Regions from separate parts of the Mus musculus genome. Here region 2 is linked to region 1. The links are chromatin contacts, called in public HiChIP or PLAC-seq maps. All regions are on one chromosome and are shown on one strand. The core of a region is the stretch at or near the end of the contact, and the rest is flanking DNA. Distances in the headings are between cores, read along the strand shown. Region 1 has its middle 56 kb from the start of Rras2. Region 2 overlaps 4933406I18Rik (RIKEN cDNA 4933406I18 gene).

The links. HiChIP or PLAC-seq counts read pairs in DNA pulled down with a chosen protein or histone mark.
Region 2: a contact with region 1 is called in an HNF4G HiChIP or PLAC-seq map of pancreatic cancer cells. The contact joins two enhancer-like sites. A contact is called at or near these places in 3 of 115 datasets of contacts at active chromatin or transcription factors (CD8 T cells, effector CD8 T cells and pancreatic cancer cells).

Annotation. Positions count from the first base shown.
Region 1 is chr7:114,170,659-114,177,485 of GRCm38.p6, reverse strand. No RefSeq gene overlaps it. Among named protein-coding and RNA genes, the nearest start is that of Rras2, 56 kb to the right of the region's middle. Within about 2 kb of position 5,540, at least 142 of the 459 cell types and tissues checked have an H3K27ac peak or open chromatin away from gene starts, as enhancers often do. A contact at or near this core is called in CD8 T cells, effector CD8 T cells and pancreatic cancer cells, where this site is marked.
Region 2 is chr7:114,315,317-114,321,550 of GRCm38.p6, reverse strand. It overlaps 4933406I18Rik (RIKEN cDNA 4933406I18 gene), which reads left to right. Exons shown (of 4, transcript NR_029437.1): 2 at 300-411; 3 at 1,910-2,098; 4 at 5,769-6,072. Among named protein-coding and RNA genes, the nearest start is that of Psma1, 42 kb to the right of the region's middle. Within about 2 kb of position 4,945, at least 192 of the 459 cell types and tissues checked have an H3K27ac peak or open chromatin away from gene starts, as enhancers often do. A contact at or near this core is called in CD8 T cells, effector CD8 T cells and pancreatic cancer cells, where this site is marked.

The sequences.
Region 1 (6,827 bases), core at 4,291-6,790:
TTCTATAGTGAGGTAGATTCTGCCTGGGATACATAAATGGTATGTCCTAGCCATGTTTGCTTCTCTTAAACTACTTTATATTGTGTTTCTGTGATGTGTAATAAGGAGATATGAATGCACCCTCAATTTATTCATGAACATCAAGAGAAAGGGCCTACTCTTTTTTTTTCATTGTCACAAAAAGCCTTTTATTAATAAAACATCATAAATGCCACATTCTACAGATTTCTAAAGTGTTTAAATACCAACTATCTAGGGTATATCTGAATAGGCAAACATTGCTTGTTTCTAGCTATTTACTATCTGTGTAACTTTGAAAATATCTATAGGAGACTAAAAAATTATTTCTGTAATTAAATAAACTAGTATTCATGATGACAACAAGTTTGATTGACTACTAACTTGCATTTCTTTTTCTCTTATTTATTTATTTATTTATTTATTTATTTATTTATTTAATTTACATTGCAAATGTTTGCCCCTTTCCCAATTTCCCCTCTGCAAACTCCCTATCCCATCCCCCCTTACCCTGCTTCTATGAGGGTCCTCCCCCAGCCACCTACCCACTCCTGCCTCACTGCCCTAGCATTCCTCTACACTGGGACATCAAGCCTTCACAGGATGGAGGGCCTCCCCTCCCATTGATGCCAGATAAGGGGGCCTACTCTTTTTAACTTTATGCCTCTATGGGGCTTCAGTCTAGCACCGGGTAAGGCAGAAAACTCGAAAGGAGATGTGGTGACTGACAGATAAGGGTATGCTTTGTCCAGTCTCACTTGTTCTAGTGTCTTGCTGATACTTAGCTAAACCAAGCAGTGGCAACATGGGGGAGGGATATCCAAGAGTGGTCTTGTCCCCAGAGCCCTCCACCCCCAGCTTTGTGAGGTAGTGGGTTGAAAACAAGATCATTGTAATAGTATTTGAGCTATAGTAGAAATCTGAACAAACTTTGATAAGTGCCCAGAGTTGAAGGTTTGAGACAATGAGACATAGGAAGGACTCACAGAAGTGTGGCGTATGACTCAGGTTCTTAAAGAATGAAGAGGATCCCTGGGCAGAGAAACACAGGTGAGGAATAGATGCCCCAGGGATAGGTGTTTCAGACAGAAGGACTGTAAGATTAACAAGTAGGTGGGTGAGGTGGCACACTCCTGTATACTACACTACTGTCCTATCTTAATAAATCTCAACTTTGATCTCATCTAATTAGAATATTCACAGGACAGGGTTTTGTTTGTTTGTTTGTTTGTTTTGTTTTTTGTTTGTTTGTTTGTTTGTTTTTGAGGGGGTTGAGGGTTGGTGGTAGTGAGGAGACAGAGTCTCATTTAGCCCAGGCTGGCCTCAAACTTTTCTTCAACGTTTTCTTTTTTTTGTTGGTCATCATTTTTATTCTTTCAGGAGACACAAGTTAAAACAGAAGCAGAGTGGATTTACTGGGACTCACTGTAGTCGCAGCATTTAGGAGACAGAAGCAGGGGGACCCTAAGTTTAAGTCCAGCCTGGACTACATGTAATAATTTGTTGGCCTCAAACTTTGTATGTGGCCAGGCCTAACCTTGAAATCCAGATCCTCCTACCTCTGACTCCTGAGTGTTTGCACTATGTGAGTGTGTCATCGTGACTGACTTACTGGGACTTTTCTGGGGGGAAAAGGTCTCACTACACAGTTAAGGCTGGTCTTGTGCTCGCTACGTGGGAAGGTGGAGGCAGGAGGAACAGAAACCTCCTTCTATGTAGAAAGGCCAAGTTCAAGACCAGTTTCCTGAAGCTCGACCTCAAAACCAGTCAGAGCTGGTGGTGTAGACCTATACTTGCAGCTACTCAGAAGGCTACGGCAGGAAGATCCATGAGTTCAAGGCCTGCCTGGACGTCTTAGTGAGACGCTATCTCAAAATGAAAAATGCAAAAAGCAGGGAGCTGTGGGTAGAGCTCAATGATAGGGAACTTGACTAGCATGTCCAAGGCCCTGGATTCCCAACAACTGCAAGCCAACACAAGCAAACAAAATCAATAAGAATATGATGTCTCCTCTTTCTCCTCTGGCTTCCTGGCTTCTCCTTGTGTTCTCCCTCTGCTTCACAAAGAAATGAATCCAACAGTATCGTAAAGAACAGGGGCTCTGAGCACCAGCGATTTGGTTCTGCCATTTACTACCCAGAAGACTTCGAGTAAAACCCACTTACAAATAAGGACAATAGCTGTATTTGTCTCCTAAGGTCATCAAAAGCAGTAAATAAAATTGCAGATATAAAAAGTGTGTCTGGCATGAGCTCGTTCTTGAGAACTGCTAGCTGCTAAAACTTTATTGTCTCAGTTAAGGTCTTCCAATATCACGAAACAGAAGACCTAACTGGAGCGGCACAAACAGTGAAGAGCTTGTTCGTGGCACATAATGGGGAGGCCTGAAGTGCAGCAGCTTCAGGCATGGAATAATCAGGGCTCTGACTCCATTGCTCTGGAGTTCTCCCCACTCCATCCTAGTCTTTGTACTGGCTCTGTCTGCAGACTGGCCTCCTGCATTGTCCAGAGATGGCCGTGCCACCATGTTCTGAGCGGCTCCCGTAACAGCATGCTTCCTTGTACATTTCAGAGAAAAACTTCTCCTCCTCCCAAACAGAAGAATAAATCTCTTCTTTTAATCTTCTTAGGCTAGCTTAGGTTGTGTACCTGCTCCTGGACCAGAGACCATGGCCAGAGGGCTCCTATGTTGCCTGGCATTGGCCCGACTTTTTGAACTTGTCTCTGGCAAGTGAGAATGGGTTTCCAGGATTGTGATACAGGGATTGGGATCCAATTGGAAACCACTCTAGGGTAAGAGATAGGGTCCGCTTTCACCTAATCATTCATTACATCCTGGCCAGGGGGAAGGATTCTGTTACTCAGAAGAAAGTGTTAAGTGGACTGTGGGGAGACAACCAGGAGCCTTGTGTGTGTGTGTGTGTGTGTGTGTGTGTGTGTGTGTGTGTGTGCTTCTCATGACCTTGGCTCGAATAGTTTCTAACCAGAGAGGTATTTCTTGGCCATGTGACCAGTTACAGGAAATAACACACAAGCTCCCCCATCTCTTCCCACCTTCTCCTTTGTACTTTTTTGCTCTCTTGCTCTGTGCTCAGTTCATCCAATACCTAACATGACATCTACTTTTAGCTTGGTTTGTTGTTGGTTTGTTTTTGAGAAAGGGTTTCTCTATGTAGCCTTGGCTGTCCTGAAACTCTCTCTGTACACCAGGCTGGCCTTGAACTCAGAGATTCATCTGCCTTGTTGATCATGTCTCCTTCCCAGACAACATAAAGTCCACGAGGACAGAAGTTTTGGAATCTTTTGGAAGACATTCAGCGCTGCACGTCTAAGACTACAGTAGTTTACTGAGAGGTAGCCCCATAGGCTCAAATGTTTAACACTGTCCCCTCTATAGCGGTGTTGTTTGAGAAGGTGCCAGTGGAGGAGGAACATCACTAGAGGAGAGCTCACCCAACTTCTAGTTCACAATTTCTGCTTCTTGTTTACATTGAAGATGTATGTGATCTCTTTGTTTCCTGATGCAACTGTCTACTGCCAAGCCTCCCCTGTCATTATGGATTCCCTCTCTGAAACCATAAGCCCAAATAAATTATTTCTTCTTTAGCTGCCTTTGGTCATGATCTTTTATCACAGCAACAGAAAGGTTAATTGATACAAGGACCTAAAAGAGTCCTGGCTCACACAGTAAAGACACAATCAATAGTTTGTTAAGTGAACATGATTCTGACCAGAACCAGAAAAATTGTGTCTCAAAACAAAGATAAAACCTACGTATTTGGTACTTCCCCCGTGGCATCTCATTTTCTTGAGATCTTCATTGGTGCTTGTGTCTCTGAGAAATGCATATGGAGTGTTTGCTGTGGGCATTTCTAAGCTCACCATTCAAGGCTTTAAGAAGTTGTACCTACCTGTAAGTCTTCCTTGGTAGGCATAGTATATAGTTTTCTTAAAGGGGAAAAAAAAAACCCTCTCTGCTTCTTCCCATATCATCCCTGCCCTAAAACCTCTCTGCCTTTAGTGAAGGATCTGCAGGTTTTCTGAGCCTATGATTGATAAAGGGCTAGAGTGATGCTCTGGGATAATGCTCATGCTTAGCTAAAGGCCCTGCACTTAATACCTGATGTCACAATAGTAATAAATCACTAATGATGAAAATGAGGACAGTGGGGCCTGGTGGCACACACCTCTAATCCCAGCTCTCAGGAGGCAGAGGAAGGTGGATTTCTGTGAGTTTGAGGCCAGCCTGGTCTACAGAGTGAGTTCCAGGACAGCGGGGTCTATAAAGAGACAAACAACAAATGACAACAATGTTCTTGTCCTATTTTTTATCATGAACCATCCCTATTGGCCCTCTCCGACTTACAAAGCAAATTGGAATCTACACAGTATTATGAGTTTCAAGTGAAAATTGCTTGTGATTTTTCTCCACCCGTGCTCAGAACACAAGCACCATAGACAGACCTTACACTGCATATATGGCTTGACAACCCGCGCCCACTCCTGCTGTGATACAGGCTACTTCCAGGAAGTAGCTACTCAGCATGATTGACATTATCAGCTCTCTTACATCCAGGTGTGATGGTGTATATAGTTCTGCCTGTGGAGTGTAAGCAGAAATGTGTATCGTTTCTGGGTCAGAGCTTTCAGGAACTGAGCATGACTGCTCTACAGTGTCTTTCTCCTTCTGCCTGCTGAAGCCCTAGGGGACAATAGAACCACAGGATGAAAGGACTCGGGATCTATGAATCACTGAGGAAAGAAAGAGCCAACTGTCAAGCAACTCAGCTGAATGTGACAGAGAGAATCCAGTTGAGTCTATCTGTTTGGGAATTTGTTACTGTAATGGGCAATGCCACACTCAATTCAGCATATAAAATATATATTATGCTGGACAGGATGGTGCCTGACTTTAATCTCAGTACTTGGAAGGCAGAGGCAGAGGGATCTCTGTGAATTCAGTCAGTCTGGTCTATAAACTGAGTTCTAGGACAGATAGGGCTGTAGAGAAACCCTGTCTGAAACACAAACAAACAAAAGATCACAACAAGAAGAAAATATTATAATTATTATGGGGCTGGCTAAATGGCTCAGCAGGCAAAGGCCCTTGTTGACTGACACACAAACCTGGTGACCTGAGTCTGACCCCCAGAATTTGTATAAAGATGGAAGGAGAGAGTTGAGTCTCTCTACCAAGTTCTCTGTCCTTCAAACATAAGCCATGGCATGTGTGCTCATTCGCACACATGCACGCTGTACACACCCATAATGCACACACAGAATAATAAAATATTTAAGTCCATACTGGATTATATATTATACTCATCATGTACGCACTCAAGAAAAAAGGGAGGGATTATGTGACACAGTAGTGTGGGTTTCACAGTCTGAGAGGCTATCTTAGAAACATGGCAGAGGCACACACCCCTCTTCTGGGTATTAAGCTGCCCTCCACCTCTCTTTGATGGGCGAGCATGGAAGAATGTGTTATTTGTTAGGCATCTCGGATGACTCAGACCTGCTGCATTCCCCTCTGAGGTGGGGTAACCCTAGGTAGGCTCCGCACATCCAGTAGCCTGTGGCTTCCTGTCCTTTTCAGTTCAAGGGTTTCTCAGACAAGGAGGAGCCTTGAAAATGTTTCGACCTTCCCAGAAGACATACCTCGGTTTGACAGGCAAAGGCTACAAAGACTGCCTGCAAGGACCAGGCCACAGTGGAGGGAGACTGGAAGGGCTAAAAGTCTCCTTCTCCCATTCACCATCAACATCCTGTGAGGCCTGAGAGTTTGCAGCTAGTGAGCATGTGCTCCCAGAGGGGCCTCTGTCCTCCAGGCCCCAAATGCCACCAGAGAATGAGCTTCAGAGGCCAGATGTCTCAGCTCTTACAGGCTTCCAGGAACGCTCAGCAGTTCTCAGAAGCCCCCATTTCCTGCTTCACACCCACAGCCTGGTCCTCTGTGGAGGAAAGCAGGAGGCTTTTACCCCACCCCACCCCACCCCCCTCTCAGTGCGGTGCCCTCTCCAGGACAGGGCTTGGCCCTGGGGACTCCTACAGGTGTGCCTCAGATACTCACAGGAGCAGGAAGGGCAGCTCTGAGTGCGTGGGTTGGGGGGAGGCTCAGCAAACCCAGGCGCTGGGATCCTCCACCTCTTCCTTATCCATTCCTAGTTTATCATTTGTCCTTCACCTCCCAAACTAAAGACAGGCCCAAGGGTTAGCCAAAACAACTGATAATCCAAAAGGCATGTCAATGTGGTGGTGAAATTGAACAGACCAGTGTTCCCTAGAGTGGAAGCCACGGAGTCTAGGACGATTGTAAAGTGGATTTAAGGTTTCTACTGCAACACCAACACTAAAGAATGCTTTACTGCTCCCTTATGATCCCTCTTCAGTACTTTTCATTATTTCAAAAATAACATCACCATTCAGTACCGCCGGCCTTTGTCCACTCCCTGATGCCTGTAAGACTCTGGGGGTAGGAGAGTGGTAATAAATAATATTAGAGATAAAAACGGGCTCATAAACATTTTCTACTGTAATGTAATTTTAAGAAGAGATCCTTCACAAAAACAACACAATTTCATATATCTAGAAAGAAATTCAATAAAAGATACATGCTTTATCTTTATGAAGAAAATAGTAACGCTTTAATAAACAACATAAAATAGAAACTTAAACAAAGAAAGCGATGCAGCACGAACTGAAAGAAGACAATGTTATAAAAGGGTCAGCCAAGGGTGGTGCCGTTCATCCCAGCACCAGAAGAAGATGACAAGCCAGAGGAGGCTATCCCATGCTACATAGCAAAA
Region 2 (6,234 bases), core at 3,696-6,195, 140 kb before region 1:
AGGGTTTTATCTGAATGTGTGTGTATGTACCACATGTGTGCCTGGCATCCACAGAGGCCAAAGAGGGCTGGGAGCACAACCCCTGGGCCTCTACAAGAGCAAGTTCTCTTTTCTGTTGAGCCACCTCTTCAGCAATGAATGTGGTTTCTAATAACCAGTCCAGAAAGCCTCTGTTACTCCCTGAGGATGAAAATAACATCTGGTAGGGTGAGCAGGAGCTCCTCATCTGCATTTACCATCTCCTCTTTTAAGACGCAGCAAATTGTTTGAAGCATTTATTTCTCCTGATTGTGTTACAGATGTTATGAAGAATGTGCTAATGGAGCCAGGCACTAAGACTGCTCTATTAAAATCATCTAGCATATTGTATCCACTTGTCTTCTATGGATGTACAATTCAAGAAGATCAAAGGTATTCTTTAAAATCTATAAATGAAATTAAAATATCATCTAGAAACAATCTGGCTTTTTATTCAATGAGAAAAATTATTAATAAAATTTGCACGTTTTTCTGAAAAAGTTTATACAATTATATATCACTCGGGGTAAATATCTAATTAGACACATTTGCATAATAGAGTCTACCCAAAAGGGTGTTTCCTAACTCCAGAGGACTTCCTCTTGGGAAATACTATATAATTTTCTAGATTTATAGAACAGTTGTAAGTTGCAAAGCTATTTCTGCTTTAATACTAACAAGCATTGTAAGGCAATCGTGAATATTGCATTTGTCTTTAGATAGATCTTCAATATTCCAGAATTTTCAATTTGCCATATTAAAAATATAAGTATAAAAGTATATTAAAAATATGACTTGCTTGGGGAGCTAGAGAAATGAGTCAGCAGTTAAGAGCACTTGCTGATCTTCCACAGGACGCCAGTCTGACTTCAAACATCCATGTCAAACAGTTCTCGGTGCTGGGCATGCGCCTGACCTTTAAGCTACATCCCCAGCCCTTAGCTTTTGAGACAGGGTCTGGTTTTGGATCTCAGATGGCCTTTGAAGTTACTGGGTATCCTAGGCTGGCCTCACACTTATGGTTCTCCTGCTCCAGCTTCCTGAATGCTAGAATTATAGGGATAAATCACCAGGTCCAGCCTAAACTATCCCTTTAAAATCATTATCGTTTTAGATTCCTTGGCGGGACCCAGATGTACCCTTCTGTACTGCAGGCTAGCAGAAGTAGAGAATGTGAGCTGTGGAGAACACCAAGTACACCTTCCCTGGAATATATGTTTATTTTACTCGGTGCTAGATCAAAGAATCAAGCCTTGTACAGTGTTTTAAAACGTTAGACCATTTTATTCCAGACCCATGAAATACAAATGCCAGCAAGCACTTCTCATGTTTTTAGGATTAGGAGAGGGACTTTTCTTTTGATTTTTTAAAAAAATCCATTGTTGATCTTTCAAAATGAACTAAGCCTTTTAAAAGGATTACAGTGAACATTTTGTTCCTTGTAAAAGTTTCTATAATACCATATTTGTATGTTATTATCTACTTTCTGAAAATGTTGTCTACTGCCTAAACTTATGAATTATCACTGAGGATAGCAGGCCTACATGCATCTCTGTTAAAACGTAAGAAAATGTCAACAGTGTCTCCCTGTTTTACTTTGTCTCTGGTCCTTATAAGCCTATTCTACCAACCTTTCTTTCTGCTACAGTGATGAGTCACTGACTTTATTCTAATTTTTATCTTTAAACACTTTTTTAAAATAAAATATGTAGAAGTAGAATTGCAAATTTGAACCCAGATAATATCTCTTTTAATCCGAAAAGTACTACGAAATGAGCACTTATATTTTAGTAATGATACTACCCCGTATATATGGGTGAATGTTGGCTCTGAAAATATGTCCATGTCCCAGTATTCAGCCTCAGAAAATACCACCTTATTTGGATGACAGGTCCTTGCCGTTATAATTTAAGGATCTGAGATGAGCTCGTCCAGGTGGTCCTTAAAGCCAAGGGCAAGCATCTTTATGACAGAGATGGAGACAAGGATGAAGGAAAAGGACGTGTGCAGATGGAAACCAAGACTGTAGTTATGTTACCACAAAGCAGAGAACACTTGGAGTTACCAGAAGCTGGCCCAGGTAAGGAAGAATTCTTTGCTAGAGCATTCAGAAGCCTGGCTCTCGTGACACCTGCATTTCAGACTTCTATCCTACAGAAGGATAACAGGTTTCTGCTGTGGTTTAAACCACAAGATGTATAGCAATTTGCTATTATCCCTAGAAATCTAATCCCCCATTTTTCATTTTTATTAGTGCATGTTAATTAGTCAGACTAGAAATATTGTATTAAAAGGGGGGGGGCTGGAGAGATGGCTCAGAGGTTAAGAGCACTGACTGCTCTTCCTAGAGGTCCTGAGTTCAATTCCCAGCAACCACATGGTGGCTCACAATCATCTGTAATGAGATACGACGCCCTCTTCTGGTGTGTCTAAAGAGAGCTACAGTATACTCATACATAAAATAAATAAATAATTTTAAAAAGAAAAGAAAGAGAAGAGAAATATTGTGATGGGCCTGAGAGACAGCTCAGCAGGAAAAGCAAGCACTGCTCTTGCAGAGGGCCTGAGTTTGGTTCCCAGCACCCATGCTGGGCAGCTCACACTATAACTCCAGCTCAGGAGATCTGACTTCCTCTTCTGGCTTCCACAAGTACCCACACACAAGTGCAGAAATACCCAGACACATACACACATATAGTAATTTTTAAAAATTTTTTGAAACAGTAATACCATTGTAAAATGTTCATATGATACACTTTGGTCCCATCAACCCTCACTAGAGCCCTCCAACCCTTTATTCTCTCCCTCCCTGATCAACTTCCTCTTCAATACATCTTTTTATTTCATGGTGTGATCATTTATTTGTTACTCTAAAATACTCTTATTCTGTACTGAACTCTGACTTAGAAGTAGATACTCTTGGCAGCAACATCTGTGGCCACTCACTTCTCATTAAAAAAAACAAAACAAAAACAAAAAACAAACCCATAAAGTTCTTCTTCCAGTCCAATGAGTTTCTGACAGCTGATGGCTGAGAAGATACTCAGCTTCATCTTGAGGTACCAAACTCCCAGCAGGTCTGTCTGTCTGTCTCTCTCTCTCTCTCTCTCTCTCTCTCTCTCTCTCTCTCTCTCTCTGTGTGTGTGTGTGTGTGTGTGTGTGTGTGTCTGTCTGTCTGTCTGTCTGTCTGTCTGTCTGTCTGTCTGTCTGTCTCTGTCTCTGTCTCTGCCTCTCTCTGTCTCTGTGTGTGTCTTTGTGTCTCTCTCTCTGTCTCTGTCTTTCTGTCAGTCGTCTCTCTCTCTCTCTCTCTCTCTCACACACACACACACACTCACACACACACAGGTGAAAATGGGGGGGATACATTGTCTTTAAAATCTTTTATGTACATGTACTTATTTACTGGGGCCAGGGCGGGGCACATGTGGGGCACAGTTCTGTCTGAGGACTCCTTACAGGAATCAGTTCTCCTCTTCCCTCAGGTAGACTCGGATGCCAGGCTTGTTTGTATGGATCTTTACCCAGAGGCACATCACTGGCCTCACGTCTTTCAGTAGATCATGTTTAACAGTTTTCAGAAAAGACAGTTTTCCAAAGTCTGTGCATTGAATTTGAACAGAGTAACTTACTCCTTCTGAGTCCGTTTCTTTTTTCAACTCTTCAACTAGTCCCATGCTCATAGAATTCTAAGATAATTAAATAAATCTAAACCACTTAGCAGATATTTGGCGGAACGTAGGTGTTCAAAGATGCACCCTTTTGCAGATGGAACCCCACACAGACTGCACAAACACCTTTGTGAGGCAAGGCCTCCAAAGGGCAGCACCGGAGCGTTTAACATGCAAAGCCTTGGACCTGTATCTGACTCTTTTGCATGTAAGCACTTACACCCAGCTGCTGTCAGCTCTTGTTTCTTGCCAGCTAACCGCCACCCTCTCCCCCAGCCTTTTCTACTTCCTGTTTACGTAGATTGCTGCTTCCTGGCTGAGGGAACTGAAGAGTTTCTGCCAGACTGGCTTTCCCCTGGACCCAAGCTAAGAATGCCTTCTTTACTTTCTTCTGGTTCTTGTAGCAAAGCCATCCCATTAAGGAGGAGCAAACTACTTCTTGAGCAGTTCCCAGCTAAGCAGCCGGGGCTCTTTCTGGCTCCTGAACTGACTCAGACAGACATTAGTCTTACTGTTTCTGGTGTAACAAATGCAGAAACTTGTCCCTTCAAGCTATTAGCTCAGCCCTCACTTAGAACTAGGATGACAGTATGTTGCCAGGTCCTGCTTTTTCACCTAGGTCCTGCAGATCTGCACTCGGGTCCTCATGATTTCACAGCAAAGGTTCTTACCCATTGAGGCATCTCCCCAGCACAATAATGGTTATTCTAAATGCCCTTCTCTGAGCGTTAACCAATGGGTAATTTGGGGAGGCAGGAATGAAAGGTATCAGCCATATCAGGAATGAAAACCTATTCCTATAGTCTCAACTACTGAGAGCCCGAGACAGAAAGATCGTTTGAGCTCAGGAATTTGAGGGTAGACTGAGAAATATAGCAAGGCACCCCATCTCATAAAACAAAACAGGAAAAAAAATAGATGTGGCTTTGATTTTATTCTGCTCTTTGCTGGCACAGTGATTCCCTTAGGCACAGCAACCTATTCGCTGCCAGCTTAAATTTTTTCAAGTTGTTATCACCTTTACAGAATCAAATGTGGGACTTGGCTTGCTTTGCAAGTAGCACATTGGCTTTCTCTAAGCCAAGCATTCACATAGCAAGGCAGACTCTGAGAAGACAGCCTGACTCTGTAGGATCTTTGGAAGCAATGATTCTCAAAAGCACTGCACCACCTCCTACCTCGTCACCACCACGGTCAGGGCTTCCTTTTCTGCAACAGCTACTGCTATGTAGGGCCCAACCAGCTCCATTTCCAGCAGAACTCTTGACTTCCTCTCTGATGACATTCTGTCTGTGGTTCAGATGACTGTTTAGAGAGTCTCATTTCTACTCTAATGACTCCTGTGTTACTCACTCACTGAGTGAGATACAGTTCACAATCTCTTTTGTTCTATAACCATTGTGCTTACAAAGGCCCTAATGAGCATCCGGTAAAAAGCAAGACTTTGAAAGAACTGATTGACTGCGGGAAACTAGGACAGAACACTCCAGTCGTGGAGCTGATGGTTAGATTCCGGTCTAATGATCTAATGTCACCATTACGACACTCTGTTTTGACATGGTAGATTTTAACCAAAGAAAGTGAATGAATACAGCCTGTTTTTCTTTTATCCATGATAATTGTTTATAGTAATAGCACCATGATCATGTTTTCTTAACATATGCATAATTGTAGTAAGAAATAAAATAGACCAAATGATTTAGTTTATATCTTAATTGCCAAAAAAAAAAAAAAATCCAGAGAAAGGATAGCTCAGGGCTTTATAAAAATATGATGTGTAATTTTTAAAATTGTAAGTCTAGTGTTGAAATCAGAAGTGGTACAAAGTTGAATTCTAATGTGTTGCATCTTGAAATCAGGTTCTACTATTGGAAAATTGCAAATATTCAGAATCTTTTATATTAAATGATAAAGAATAGTTATGTAATTCATTTTCGTAAAGTCTGTGAAAGAAATACATTGCCAATCACATTTGATACGTGTAGTAATAAAACTATATTATTTGAAAGAAATGTTATTATCTTTCTTGCTAAAATTATATTTTCCTGGGTATTACAAATCATATCTTTTATGTGTTTATAGTCTCAACATGATTTTGTAAGTGTCATATTTAAACCATAACAGAGAAAGCAATGTGATCATGGAAATGGAAAAGGTGGAGACTGGAATGACTCCATATCAGGACTCAACCTGTCACTACTGACTTTGAAGATGGAAGGGACCTAAAAGACAGAAGCAGTAGGTGGCCTCTAGAGGACAGAAAAAGTAAGGAAGAGTTTGTTTTCTCCAGAGCCTCTAGGAAGGAGTTGGGCCCTGTGGACAACCAACTGGATGTTAACCTGTGTAACAGCTCTGATCTGCCAGCCTATAGAAGAGTAAAATGATGAAAAAATTGTGTGGCTGAAGAATCAAGTTCATGATAATTTGTTATGGCAGCAATAGGAAGCTAATGCAATGGACGGTGGTCAGTCATTGACTTCCTATGCAAGACAGCATGTGTATCTATGAGGGCAGTGCCCAGGAAGTCAGGCTGTGGAATTCCGTGTCA